Regions from separate parts of the Hordeum vulgare genome. Here all the other regions are linked to region 1. The links are chromatin contacts, called in public Hi-C maps. All regions are on one chromosome and are shown on one strand. The core of a region is the stretch at or near the end of the contact, and the rest is flanking DNA. Distances in the headings are between cores, read along the strand shown.

Evidence for each region. A called contact is a pair of places that touch in the nucleus more often than the background predicts.
Region 2: a Hi-C map of leaf shows a contact between it and region 1, with 3 times the contacts expected there. The contact joins the promoter of LOC123411366 here to the promoter of LOC123410356 in region 1. A contact is called at or near these places in 3 of 6 Hi-C or Micro-C datasets (leaf and seedling) and 1 of 1 datasets of contacts at active chromatin or transcription factors (embryo).
Region 3: a contact with region 1 is called in a Hi-C map of leaf, with 5 times the contacts expected there. The contact joins the enhancer-like site here to the promoter of LOC123410356 in region 1. A contact is called at or near these places in 2 of 6 Hi-C or Micro-C datasets (leaf and seedling).

Annotation. Positions count from the first base shown.
Region 1 is chr7H:235,943,239-235,948,182 of MorexV3_pseudomolecules_assembly, reverse strand. It overlaps LOC123410356 (E3 ubiquitin ligase BIG BROTHER-related-like), which reads right to left and starts at 2,527. Exons shown (of 7, transcript XM_045103285.1): 1 at 2,198-2,527; 2 at 1,811-2,111; 3 at 1,665-1,717; 4 at 748-789; 5 at 483-604; 6 at 290-398. The coding sequence starts at 2,392.
Region 2 is chr7H:236,667,631-236,672,574 of MorexV3_pseudomolecules_assembly, reverse strand. LOC123411366 (thaumatin-like protein 1) reads right to left here and starts at 2,531. Exons shown (of 3, transcript XM_045104294.1): 1 at 2,220-2,531; 2 at 1,415-2,090; 3 at 395-950. The coding sequence starts at 2,289. The coding sequence ends at 737.
Region 3 is chr7H:235,291,286-235,296,229 of MorexV3_pseudomolecules_assembly, reverse strand. No RefSeq gene overlaps it. Among protein-coding and RNA genes, the nearest start is that of LOC123408494, 140 kb to the right of the region's middle. Within about 2 kb of position 3,034, at least 3 of the 3 cell types and tissues checked have open chromatin away from gene starts, as enhancers often do. A contact at or near this core is called in leaf and seedling, where this site is marked.

The sequences.
Region 1 (4,944 bases), core at 1,278-3,777:
TTTAAGCTATTAGAGGAAACATGGATAGTATGCTCATACTTCAATATCTAATACTACCCAATCTGTGTATAAAATCGCTGTTTCTGGTTGCTTTATTATGCAAAACAGAACTTCATGAGGATTGGCATCATGTAGACTGATGGTGGAGAAGAAGTTCATGGAATCGTTTTTGATAGAGGAATTAAGAGAACATATTGTGTGAGAATAGGTCCTTTCTTGCTTTCTTTCATAAGAGCTTGGTGGACAATTTTCCGGCTATGGAAGGAGGAAAAGGGGGTGGTGGCTATACCTTGTTTAACTGCAGCCACTGGTTTATGCAGTCAGAATGATACGAGTGCTTGCAAGGAAGTGCAACCAATGATTCACCTTCCTCAAATTCCACACGGCAAATAACACATCTGCAAATAAACTTCACATATCAGAACATTCAATACCTATAAACAAATTTAAAAAAAGATAAAATGTTTAAATCATGTGTATACTGTTCCATGTTGCTCTCTTGCTTATCTTGTGCTTGGTAAGTTACTGAAGGTAATGAAGCCAGAGTATCTGCAGAAACGCCTCTGCTTTCTGTACCGACCACTTCACCCAATGCAACCAGCTCCTAAGAACACCACAACCATTAATTAATATCTAATGGTAAATCTTGAAGTTCAGTCTGGTTTAACAGAAAAGAATCTTAAATCACCAGATGCAGATATAAATGCAAATAATCACCCTTTTTCTAGTACAAAATATACAACTTACCTCATATGAGTATTCGTCTGGATCAACGTCTTCCCATGCATCCTAAGGTTCGACATAAGCACAAATTTTGAAAATGTCAGGTACCAACTTCATGCTTGGAAGATTGATTATGATTTATTGATTATAACAAGAAAATAAGAATATTATTACATTGACAAACATACTGATTGGTCGTATGGGATGGATATCAATAGATTCATAAGAAACCCCTTTCGTTCAAAAAAAAAATCAATAGATTCATAAGGCTACTTTCAGTAATTCCCAAATAGAAGAAAATTGACATCACATACGCAGTCATGGATCCTAGCGAAAATATGCTTATTCACAAGAATAAGATCATGAGGAAAGGAAAATTCCATTCAAAACTCTAATAACGATATGGATGTGTGCATTTGTGGATGCAAAGGCTAGGATGATTTCCCTTCCTTGCTGAAAAAACAGGAAAATTACATTCCAAATTCTATACCAGCCTTCTGTCACAAACGGCGAACAATGGGATGAAGGTGCAAACATACGATCGTGCTAACCCAATCCGCATTTATTTTAGCACATATAGAGCTGTTCTAAGTTTAAGGTACCAAGCACTGAATCTACTCGATGGCATTAAAATTATTTATTCTAGACCACTGCAAAATGCATAGAGGATGCGTAGAAGGAAATAATGAAGATAAAATGCAAATCCTAACATGAGCAATTAACTGATATGTGTTTGAAACATTCAGCTATTATCCAGGTTGAAAAACTGGGCCGACAAACTAAACTAGCGCATATGATTTTAGTTAAACACAAATTTGAAGCTATCCTGAATAAAATATGTAAATTCTAATCTTGACAGAAAAGCTGCATGGTTGCCTAAGCATACGCATAAATCAATAAACATTGTAGTAGTATATCGTAATAACGGAATGCACGGTCACCTGTGCGCTATCCCCATCTTCCTCATCTTCCTCATCATGCTCCATCTCTTCCCCTACTGAAAGAAAAAAGAGACTAATCAACATCCCCAAATGGGAGCGGGAGAAAACGTGACTGAATTTGGAAAAGCCCTGTCTCTTGCACTCACAATCAGTGATCCCAGCGAGCGCCATGAGCCGCTGGGCGACCTCGCGCTCCTCGGCATCCTGCAGGGCCCGCGCATACGCCTCGTCGTCCTCGTACCGCGCGGGGTCCAATTCGGCCCCCTCCGCGTCGCCCACCTCCTCGTCGTCATCGTTGGGTAGTACCCCCTCCTCCTCGTAGTCGCTCCCCTTGTCGCCTTCGATCCCTTCCTCTTCCTCGTCGTAGTAGTCGTAGCTCCCAGCGTCCGAGGCATCGTACTCGCTGCCGTCCCCGCCGTGCGCGCTCAGCATCATGTACGCCCGCTCCTGCGGCACCAAGCGCACCAACCCCAGATTAATTAAACCACGAAGCATAGGCGGCGGAACCGACCCCGCTAGATCTGGACGCTTACCTGCTCCTGGAGGACGCGCGCGAGGGCGAGGTCGGCCTCCTCCTGGCTTAAGGCGGTGAACGGCCGCCTCCCTACAGCCGCCGCCGCCGCAGCCGACACGTCGTCCCCTCCGGCCCCGGCTGCGGCGGGAGTATTGGGGCTATGGTTTTGGTCCGCGCTGGGCTTCTCGCCGCCGTTTCCCTTGGGGCCCTCCATGGGGGAGGGAGAGAAGGAGCGGTTAGGGATCGGAGACGAGAAGGAGAAGGGGAGGACGAAAAGGAAACAGAAATTCAATAGTGGCAACGTTAATCAAGCTCAGGCGCACGCGCACGCGGTAGCTATATGAGGACGAGGCCAACGTTTTGCCGTGGGTTTAAACAGGAGGTATCTTTTTTCTTAAAAAACCTGAAACAGGAGGTATCTGGCTGGGACCGAGTCATACTTTTAAACGTTCTGCTTCAAATGTGTGCGCGCTAAGTTTTATTCATACGGTTTTGCTGTAACTCAGTTAGCTGAGTTTTAATTATGGTCTCAGTCACTTTTTAACCGTTCGATTGTTATTGTATTATCGCTACGAGTTGTGTCCTTCGAGCGACGCACCTCTCGTCTCGTACAAAACCAGCTGCATGAGTGCTCAGTTTTGCTTTTTGTCTACAGAGTTGGCCATGCGCATAGTACAGGAGGCTGGCCATGTGAATAGTTCCTAGCTTGTTTACATGTTATGGTCATTTGCTTTATTTTCTTGAATCTTGTTATTGTCATTTGTTGACCGTAGCTGCCAAGGTCAGCTCTTTTGTAATAACTCCCCTTTTCAGATTTTTCGACTGATTAATTGTTGTTTTCTTAATTAATTGTTATTTTTATTTTTATTATTCACTATTAAGTAGAAATTTATTCCACTCTTTCCCTTTCATAAATAAGTGTATTCATTTCATTTAACTTAATATTCATTTGTTACCTTATATTATAAAATTGTCTATTTAGGCTTTCATTATTTATTTATTTTTACTTTCTATTTTTTTTACTTTTTAGCCCTTGTTTTATTTAATGATTTGGTGTATTCTTTTTGTTTTCCATTTTATATTAATGCCAATAATATTCATAATCGGATCGCAACTACAAGATTTAAAATGTGGCCGCAACTGTAAGTATTTCAAAGTAGGGTACAATTGTATGTATTCGAAGTGAGGTCGCAGTTGCAAGTATTCATAGTCGGGTCGCAATTGCAAGTATTCATAGTCGGTTGCATGTATTCGAAGTCAGGTCGCAATTGCAAGTATTCATAGTCGGGTCGCAATTGTAAGTATTCATAGTCGGGTCGTAATTGCAAGTATTCATAGTCGGATGACAACTGCATGTATTCGAAGTTAGGTCGTAATTACAAGTATTTATAGTTGGGTCGCAGTTCCAAGTATTCATAGTCGGGTCGCAATTGCAAGTATTCATAGTCGGGTGCATGTATTCGAAGTCAGGTCACAATTGCAAGTATTCATAGTCGGGTCGCAATTGTAAGTATTCATAGTCGGGTCGCAATTGCAAGTATTCATAGTCGGATGACAACTGCATGTATTCGAAGTTAGGTCGTAATTGCAAGTACTTATAGCCGGGTCGCAGTTGGAAGTATTCATAGTCGGGTCGCAACTGCATGTATTTGAAGTTAGGTCGTAATTGCAAGTATTTATAGTCGGGTCGCAATTGCAAGTATTCATAGTCGGGTCGCAACTGCATGTATTCGAAGTTGGGTCATAATTGCAAGTATTTATAGTCGGGTTGCAATTGCAAGTATTCATAGTCGGATCGCAATTGCAAGTATTCATAGTCGGGTCGCAACTGCATGTATTTGAAGTTAGGTCGTAATTGCAAGTATTTATAGTCGGGTCGCAATTGCAAGTATTCATAGTCGGATCGCAACTGCATGTATTCGAAGTTAGGTCGTAATTGCAAGTATTTATAGTCGGGTCGCAATTGCAAGTATTCATAGTCGGGTCACAATTGCAAGTATTCATAGTCGGATCGCAACTACAAGTATTCACAAACGGGTCACAACTGTAAATTTTATTTGTGCAACAATTACATGAAAAAGCTAGAATCAAGTTGTTTTTTATTAAGAAAAAACAAATTATTACATCACGATTCATATAATAAAGACACACTACTTCTTTGTACAAGAATGTTTGGTGGTCAGAGTAGTTGAAGCTAACAAGATATTACGTAAACTTTTTTGCTTATTTTTTTTCTCTATCACCGATTTCTTTAAAAAAAATATAACGTACATCAATAAAAACTGAACGAGTAGTTATTGGACCGGTTAGATGAGACCCATAACAACAACAACCAAAAATATGACATGTCAACCCAAAAGAATAAAATGATGGGCTAAAGAAAACAAACGGGATATACACAAAATACAATAATATTATGTGAATGAGACCATAGAAAATCTCAGCTAGCTGAGTTCTAGGCACTCCCTTATTCATATGCCCGGAGTACTGAAAATAATCAAACATAAATAGAACAATTCTTCCATAGTTGAAAGATAAATATTTCAATGCAATGATAGTTCAGATATATACGCTCTTCATCCCAAAATAAGTGTAGTTGATTTAGTATAACTTTATACTAGCTTTGGGGTAAATAGGACGTTTATTTTAGGACAGATGGAGTATTATTACAATTTATAAATAAAAAATTGTAATAAAATACTTTAGATTTGAATTTAACTTCTCACACACATGTTTCGATTTTTTCCCTACGGACGCCCATCGATG
Region 2 (4,944 bases), core at 1,282-3,781, 720 kb before region 1:
TCGAACTGGTCGACCGCGCTAGAGTTCCTCACCCCGCCGCATTCCTCTCCTCCTCCCTCGAACGATCGGAGTCCTATCCACCGCCCTGCAGTAGTCGGCGAGCGTGACTCCGACGTCCAATCCCACCAGCCCTCCACCCCCATCCTGTTGGCCCTGCAGTCCTCCGCCCCGCTAGCCTGACGCCCTGCAGTCCTCCATCCCGACGGCCCTTGCCGTCCTCCGCCGGATGTGCTTCCGCAGTCCTCCAGATGGATTTGCTTGATAGATGGATGAATGGTGCTAGTTTTTTCCTAGATAGATGGATGAATGGTGCTAGATAAGGACATTACAGGCATTTCATCACGCGACTCATCCTATAATCTCATACCATAATTTCAGAAAAGAACACAGCTGATTCTGAGGAAAGCTGATTCTCCGGGAAGTTTCCCAAAAGAATCGCCAATAACCCTTAAAAATGGGATGATTGTGACAGTCCTGCATCTCTGAATTTCTCATTGACCAAGATCCCAAAAAAAGAATTATGCACAAAGAATATGATGGGAAGAAGAACAATGTTTTTGAAAAGGCCATAAAGCAATGCGAAATGAGACTACAACTATAATTGCCAACTTGAGGACGCATCATGTTCTCTATCAACAAGCAAAAAGGACTAAAGAACACGCTATCGACGTCTCTTCCTCCAGTGCTCTGATCCTCTTTTGATCCTGAAAAAACTCTCCGGATAGCTCCTAGTGAGTCATAGCAAGCTGAAAGGAGGATTACACCCCTGTGCCGTGGCAAGAACGACCACCACAGCAATTGCCAGGGCGGCTTGGAAACCTCCGGTCGCCGACCATGATGCCATGGTGCCTCCACCGGCGCCGCTGGTTTTCTTCAAAGAAGCTAGCCACACGTCGTCTTCAAGCTGCTCATGGCTCGGCTTCCGCAATGCGTGCTTGTTCGGTTTGCCACTGCGAAGCGTTAAAAGTGATTGATCTAATTAGAGACTCAAATTGCATAGGAATTCCGAGCCAGTTAAACCATAACCTAATGCCAGTGGTAAGGGATCAGCCATGGTGAGTTAAATGTGAGATCACGAGCAGTTCCACGCGTTCTTGCTTTTCCAGGTTCCAACTTCCAAGTAGGCCATTGTAACTTTCTCGCCAAGACCCACATGCAAGGTGGGGATGGAACAAAAGCGAAAGAAAGATCAACTCAATCAATCAAAGCTTCTTTTCCATGCTCAAAGCCTAACTTTGTGACTTTCTCTTCTTTCCCCATTCCCAGTTCCCCATTCCAAATCAAAATCTCATTATATTTTCTAGCCCAGGGAAAATATCATTGTAGTTGAATCAGATTCAGATCTGCAACACTATGATTTGAACAAGGTCGTAGTGTACTGTCATAGCATCAGAAACTATTCAGAGGAAGGTACCTGTAAGGATTGGACTGCGGGCAGAAGGTAATGGTGTAATCGGTGTGGTTGCAGGTGAAGGTGGAGGTGGCGTCGTCGTAGGCATAGCTGTAGGACTTGGGGCACGCTGACTTGAAGAGCTGCGAGTACTGGGAGGGGTGGCACGTGTCAGGGTTCCCGTAGGCGCCGTTGCAGCAGAACTCGGGCTTGCCGAAGGCCTCGCAGGCGCTGCGGCAGGCGAGGCCGCCGCCGGAGCGGAGCTCGGAGGGGCAGCGCTCGTTGAGGTCGACGAGGCACCCGGTGTTGGAGCACCCAGGCGCAGACGGCTGCACGAGCATGGGCAGGTTGTAACCGTCGACGAGGCTGACGTCGTAGAAGTCCTTCCCGCCGTCGCCGTCGAGGGTGAACTCCGCGAGCGTGGCGGGCGGGGTGGCCCCGGCGCCTCGGCACTCTATCTCGCCGGAGCCGCAGTCCCCCGTGACGCAGGTGCCCTTGCCGCCGTTGAAATTACAGCCAGAGCGCCCCCAGAAGCGGCCCGACCACCCGGTCGGTCCGTAGAGCGAGCGCGACTGGCCCGGCGAGAGCGCGAAGCCGGTGGTCTCCAGCGGCGGCGAGGTGGAGCCCGAGAGCAACCCGGGCCACACCGTGTCCGTGCACCGGTTGGCGAAGGTGAAGGTGATGGCGCCTGCCACCGGCCCTGCACGCCGCAAAAATACACAAATCCGAACACACTCAGCTCACCAAATCGAAAACCAAACTGGCCTCCAAATCACGACCAATCCGACGAGAATACCACTTCCGCAAGCACTAACAGATGGATCGATACCTTGGAAGAAGGAGAGAAGGAGGAGGACGATCGATGCCGGAGAGCCGAGGAGCAGCGACGGCTGAGCCATGGCAGGCCTTCCAAGACTGACTCTCGAATTGAGGGCGAAACCAATGAAGCCGCGCTCTTGCTTTGCTGTGGAGGAGGAGCTTGGTGAGTGGCGAGCTTGCGGGAGTGGAATATGGTGGGGAGGCTACGCGGAGGAAAAGGCGGCCGTGTGGTGGGAGATGGCGGCGGTTCCGTTGTAGAGGGGCTGAGGGGGGAGAGGAGTGGAGGTGCGAAGTGGGCACGACCGACCGCGGTCACCGGCTCGCTCATTTTTTTTCTCCGCTGCAGCCGGATGATCATCCGCCCAAAGAGTCATTACATCTCCGGGGCTGCTACAAATCAGCTCGATGATTTTTCAACCCTTAGATTAGCGTGTTGATGATCGTTGGATCCCAACAGCTCCGTGGTAGCAACGAGCACCTCAGCTTGAACACAACGTCATCGAAGCTTCAACGGAGCTGCAACGCAGTACTGAGTGTGTCCGGCAAGCTTCATTGCAGCTCCGATGAAGCTTCAACGCAACACCGACACTCCGACCAAGCTCTATTGCAGCACTGGCGGAGCTTCAATGCAGCGCCGACGAGTCCGATGAAGCTCCATCGCAACTCCGGTCGAGTTCCATTGAAGACCTGACAGAGCTCCAATGCAACGTCGACGGCTCCGCCGAAGCTCCATGTAAACTCCGGCTGAGCTCCATTGCAGCCCCGGCGGAGCTCCAACCGAAGCTCCGCTGCAGCCCCCGCAGCGTCGGCAACAATCAACGAGTTGCTGCATCGCTGGCTTGCAGTTTCGGTAGTGGTCAACGATGAGATCCACGGGACATGGAGCGACAGTTCCCATTGGGAGGAAGATTAGGCAAAGGGCAGCGATTTCGAGGGAGAAGAGCAAGGCCGGGCTTCGGGGGGGAGGGGGGCGGTGCGACTTTGGTTGCAGCAGGCGGCATCAGCTGTGGTGCTCGTCATGGGGGGATTTCCTCTGTCCACGCGTGAAAAAGACAGAAGGGAGAGGAAGAGGGAGATGCTCTGTAGAAACAGAGCGGTAGCCGTGAGCAACAGAGGCACGTGTCGCTTAGTGGAGGCGGCTTACGCGCTCGTGGGATCAACCGATAGATTTTAATCGTTTTCCTTAGATCCCACACTCATGGTTGATCAATCTTAGCAAAGACGGCTCGTGTTTTCTCTCATGTGATCTCGTTCAGTTTGACACCCACGCGGCTCCTCTCAAGACAGCGATGTGCTCCGCTACAGCAAGGAGGCCCTGTTGCTGCTATCGCGGTTGCGCTCGCCCAAACACAAACCGGAGCATCTCTCTCAACTCTCGCGGTCGCCACCAGTGTGTTGTGTTGCAACACCACCAGTGTTGCAGGTGGACGGAATCGCCGACGTTTGCTGCATCGCGGCATCGGGAGCCACCAGGGGCTGGTCCATGGCAATACCGAGTGCGACAGCTCTGAAGAAAGCTTCAATGCAGCACCGACAAAGGTTCATTGCAGCCCCGACGGAGTCGATTCCGTCCCCATCGCAACTTCAATGACCCGGCGCAGCTCCAATGCATCATGGGTGATGTTGCATAGCAATATCGACAACCCCGACGACGCCATATCGCAGCCCTAGTGGCCCCGTCGATGCTGCATAGAAACACCAGCTACCCCCGGCGATGTGGCATAGCAACACCGGCAACCCCCATAATGGTGCACCGCAGCACAGGTGGCCCCAATAACTCAGCACCGATGTGACCCTCGCTACAGTACCCGCAGCCTGATTAAAGCAGATGCAACGACATTATTGCAGATCGGCGACACGTACCTTTCCCCGCATGCGGCAACAAGGCTAGTCTTGTTTGGCTTGGGGAAGTGGTTGGTGTTTGCGGTGGGATGCGCACCTTCCCCCATTGGTCATGCATTGGATTGAGCCCCTCTCTTTCCCTGCCAAGCTTGTAAAAAATGAGAGAGAGAGAGGATGGGGAACAATGAAGTAGACGAGAAAGGAAGAGGATAAGGCTGGGATGGATAGTGGTGAACGGGCCCTGACGGGGTTGTACATTAGGGGTAGTCCTACGGACCTGCATCCCTAGGCGTGCCCAAGACCCTACGTGGACATCAACGTCCCAAAAGTCACCTCTGCAGTCATGATCTCACTCGGACAAGTATATCTTCATTCGGCTCACATGATGTCACTCGAACTGTCTCGTAACAGTCGGACGTGCCTCTACACTCGGACTGCAGCAAGGCGTGGGTAACGAATAGACTGCAACGACTACAAACTTAAAATATCACATGAAGTGAAGTGAAGACGTGCATTATGAGTAACGCTGGAGTTAGAGCTACCGTTACTAGTAACTTCTGTAGTTATTAGCATTAACTCGCCCTTATAATGAAGTTCGGCCGGTCGTGGCGCACTCTGTGTAAGCCACCCCCGGTCTCCTGAGCAGGGGTTCAACATTTTGTATTATTACACACTCTATAAGCAAACACTAGCCACCGAGGCTCGAGACGTACGGTCATTACCACTCACGAGTGGGCCCCGAACTCGTACATCCAAGTGTATGTGTTGCGCCCTAGCTAGGCTCCGCCCCTCATTCGTACCCATGCTATTATTGTCAAGATCATTCCCACGACAGGCATGCATTCTACACGTCTAGAGGGAGAGGTGTTGCACGCGCGTGAGACAAACGCCGC
Region 3 (4,944 bases), core at 1,785-4,284, 650 kb after region 1:
ACATTGTCATCATCGCGGTCCTTCTCGGAGGTGTTGATTGGTACCGTTCTTTGGAGTCTTAGAGCTTGGTGGGAGATCCCTGGTGGGCATACCGGTCGCGAGCCTTCTTCTTTTTTGTCGATCCATCGATGTTGGCATTTGTTTCTTTTGTATTTTCTTTTTCTTTTTTTTGGACGCGACTGTGTTGCCTTCGCCCCGCACCTATCGATGGATGTTTTGCCTGGTTGCTTTGTAAAACAAAGTAGGGGAAACCTTTTTGGGCAAGGACCTCCACTACTTAACTCAATTTATTGTGTAGTTTACTCTATAAATGGTACATGACGCCCACGTGGGTCTCTACGAGCTTGCTCATGTAAACCGCTAGTGAGATTTATTATTATTTTCCTTTGTGTTTTAACCTCCTCGGTCCTTTTTACTTCACATATAAATTTGTTTAAAGTCAAAATTTGTGGACTCTCACCAAATTTATATGAAAAAAATATCAACATCTATAATTTAAATTTATACAATATCAAAATTAAATTCATCATACATCTAATGATATTGGTTTTCTATCGTGAATGTAGATGTATTTTTAAAAAAATTGAACAAATTTTTTGAAGTTTGACTTTAACTTCACACAAATCTTACATGCGGAGTAAAAAGGACTGAAGTTTGTTTGATCAATTTTGCTTGGATATTATATTTTTTACTTTTAGGTATTCTATTTATTTTGGGATAATTATACTTATGCCCCTAGTTGTGTCTCACTCGGTTGTTCTATCCCTAGTTTCCAAAAATTATTGGTTCTGTCCAAGTCACTTCGCTCCTCTTATACTTTTGCGCTTTGACCGTTCGACTGTTAATTTGAAAACTTCATAACTAATTCATACTAAATCATAAAAATGCAAATAAGATACCAAATGTTCGGAAAAACATCAGATATATGTTTGTATCATTTGCATTCATGACAAAGGTGTTGGAAAGTGCTCATCCGAGTTTTAGCTCTTATGATACCATCATGAATAGTAAAATCTAAAAAAATATAAAAAATCTAAAAAAATGATGGCAAAGAATGATAAATGTGTTAAGTCCTTGCCAAATTTCATCAGCGAACGACATTCATGGAAGTCGTGGTAAAAGAATTAATAATCACTTCAAAATAGATTTTTTTTGCCATGACTTCCACGAATGTCATTCCCTAATGAAACCTGTCAAACACTTAAAACATTTGTCATTCTTTGCCACCAAATATTTTTTAGAATTTTTTGATTTTTTTATATTTTACTATTCATGATGGTATCATAAGAGCTAAAACTCGGATGGGCACTTTCCAACACCTTTGTCATGAATGCAAATGACACTACATATAGGTGATGTTTTTTCAAACATTTTGGTATCTTATTTGCATTTTTCTGATTTAGTATGAATTAGTTGTGAAGTTTTTAAACTGACGGTCAAACGGTCAAAGGGCAAAATCATAAGAGGAGCGGAGTGACTTGGACAAAACCGGTGACTTTTTAAAATTAGGGGTAAAACAGCCGAGTGGGACACAACTAGGGGCATAAATCTAATTATCCCTTTTAGTTTTTTTCGTATTGATGAACTTTTTCAAATTCATTAACTTTTTTGAACTGATGTTTTTAAATCTATGAATTTTTTTGAATCCATGATATTTAATATTTGTGAACATTTTTAAATCTATGATTTTTTAAAACATTAGAGAACAACAACAACAAAGCCTTTAATCCCAAACAAGTTGGGGTAAGTTAGAGCTAAAACCCATAAAATTTCACGTTCAACTCATGATTCTGGCACATGGATAATAAGTTTCCACGCATCTCCATTCATGGCTAGTTATTTTGTGATACTTGAAACCTTCATATCTCTTTTTACGATTGCTCCCACGTCAAGTTCTTTGTGTCCCGATCTCTCTTGACATTATGAGCACGCTTTAGTTCTAAACTACGAACTACAGCTTCTGTAGGCCCATGTTAAATATGTCCAAACCATCTCACAAGATGTCGGAGAAGATTCTCTTCAATCGGTGCTACCCCAACTCTATCTCATATATCTTTATTTTGTATTTGGTTTTATCGTGTGGCGACACATCCATCTCAACATGTGCATCTTCGTTAGTCCTAAGTGTTGAACATGTCGCCTTTTAATAGGCTAACACTCAATGTCATACAGCATTACATGTCAAATTGTCGTCCTATAAAACTTCTCTTATAGATTTTGTGGCACTCTCTTGTCTCAAAGCATGCCAAAAGCTTGGCGCCAATTCATCCATCCAGATTTTTCCAAATTACTAGGCATTATTTTAAATTCATCAAGTTTTCAAATCCATGAACTTTTTCCAAATTCACGAATTTTTCTTCAAATTTGTAAACATTTTTCAAATTCATGATTTTATAAAGAAAATCCTATGAATGTTTTTTCCAAAATTCAAGAACTCTTTTGAATTTGCAAACTTTTAAAAATCTATGGAATTTTTTTCATTTCTAAACTCTTTTTAGAAAGTCAAAGGTCAACTCTGATGGAGTTAACCAGCAATCGAGTGAAGGAAGCAGGATGAACTGATCGCCAATACACGCAAGTAGGAGATATGCGTGCCGGTTTGTCAATTGGCGCAAAGGGCAATGATTAGGAGTATTCATATTTGACACCCAAAATGCTATTTGTTCCAACCACGTATCACGCAGAAGGAGAAACACATGCAAAACAATGTTTTAGGAAAATCAAGAGAACAAACCACGTATAACAATTATCAAAACAAACATAGGAAGGTTAAGAAACAACAAAAAAGACCTACATTGGCCGGTCCATTTAGATACACAAATGATGCGGAGGGGTGTGAGCCAGAGGTGCTCCAGCTCCGCCCCGCCTATGTCTCGCATTAAGCGAGACACACGGGATCTCTCACTACGAGGGATACAGTATCGACCCTTTGGCTCATATATTTGGACAAATAGAGTTAAAAATGGTGCAACAAACATTAAAAGGTTAAAATAAACCAGCAAAAAGACACATTGGCTGGCCCATTTAGATACACATATGATTGGAGGGGTGTGCGCTAGGGACGCTTTGGGACCTCCTATTTGCCGCTCTGTGCGGCAGACTATCGACCGCATGCACAAGCGGCTTTCTCTTTCTCGATTACGTTCGCCCATCTCGTTAGCGACAAGTAGATACGGCCGTAGATATAGGCAAGTAGGGGATACGCGTGTTGGTTTGTCAATTGGCGCAAAGTGCAATGATTAGGAGCACTCCTATTTGACGCCCAAAATGCTATTTGTTCTAACATCTAAGGCCTGTCTGGAGAGTAGCATATATTAGTATCATGCAGATGATACTCGTGTACAATACTACATCCGTAGTGCATAGTATCATAGGATAGTCATTTATTATCATGCATGACACATTGTAGTACATAATTTAATATGATACAGTATCATGATATGATACTCAACCTTCTTTTTCTTTATTTAATTCTATGTCACCTCATTAAAATTGTATAGTTGGCATGAATGATACTACATATGATACTCTCATTAAGACGAGCCTAAGCCTTGTGTTGCCCAGTGATGACCCTACACGGCCCGACCCACTAGTAACCAAGTGAAGCGATCTAACGACCCTAGACCGAGCGAAGTATTCGGGCGGACTAGTTACGGTAACCTTCTGGAAGGTTCATGTCTGGTATTGGGAACCTTCTAGAGCTTTTCTTAACCAGTTATTTACTTTTTGGGTTTTTCTTGTTGTTTTTTTTATTTTGAAATGTGGAAGGTTTGTAAACTTTTGGAAAAAATAAATTTGGGAAAAGTTCGCGCATTTGTGATAAGTTCATGAATCTGATAAAAATGAAAATTGAAAAGAAAGGAAAATAAAAAATAAAAAATAAAAAATAAAAAATAAAGCAAAAATAAAAAATGAAAACGGAAGGAGAAAACATGCAAAACCAATGTTGTAGGAAAATCGAGAGAACAAACCATTTATAATAATCATCAAAACAAACATACGAAGGTTAAGATAAATGAACGAAAAATACCTACATTGGCCGGTCCATTTAGATACACAAATGATGTGGAGGAGTGTGCGCGAGGGGTGCTCCGCCCCGCCTATGTCTCGCATTAGGCGAGACGCATGGGTCCTCTCGCAACGAGGGATACAGCATGGACCCCTTGGCTCATATATTCGAAAAAATAGAGTTAAAAATGGTGCAACAAACATGGGGAGGTTAAAATAAACCAGCAAAAAAGACATACATTGGCCGGCTCATTTAGATACACATATGATTGAAGGGATGTGCGCTAGGGGTGCTATTCTTCGGGGCCTCCTATTTGCCTCTTTGTGCGGCACAGTATCGACCGCATGCACAAGCGGCTTTCTTGATTACGCCCGCCCATCTCGCTAACGAAAAGTAGATACGGTAGTAATGAAAAAGGATGCGTTGTCAAGTTTCAATCGCAACACCGCCTGCTTCAGAGGATATGATTCTAGCGACTCGAGCTAGCGAGCTTTCATGTTTATTGAACATCACAAAACCTTAAGAAACTTAAAAGCCAATTCGAATGTCTTCAAAAAAACTGACCGCAATTCTTTTTTCGAAAACAAACCTGAATGTTTTATCAAATGAAACTCAAACATTTTTTAAACACGCAAAAGAATTTTGGAGAAGCGGACATTTTTTTAAAACGGGAACATCTTTTAAAGCACCCAAAAAACTGAACAAGATTTTTTTTTTCAAAAAACAGGAAGATTTTTCAAATTCCAAAAAAAAAATTGGACACATGAACAACTTTTGCATGTGAACATTTTTGAAACTCCACAACGAAATGAAACTTGAACATTTTTTTAAAATTCAAACAATTTTTGAAGCAGAACACTTTTTTCAAAACTCTCGAACGAAACATGGAAACATAACATTTATTGAATATTCAGAATATTTTTATAAAAATATAA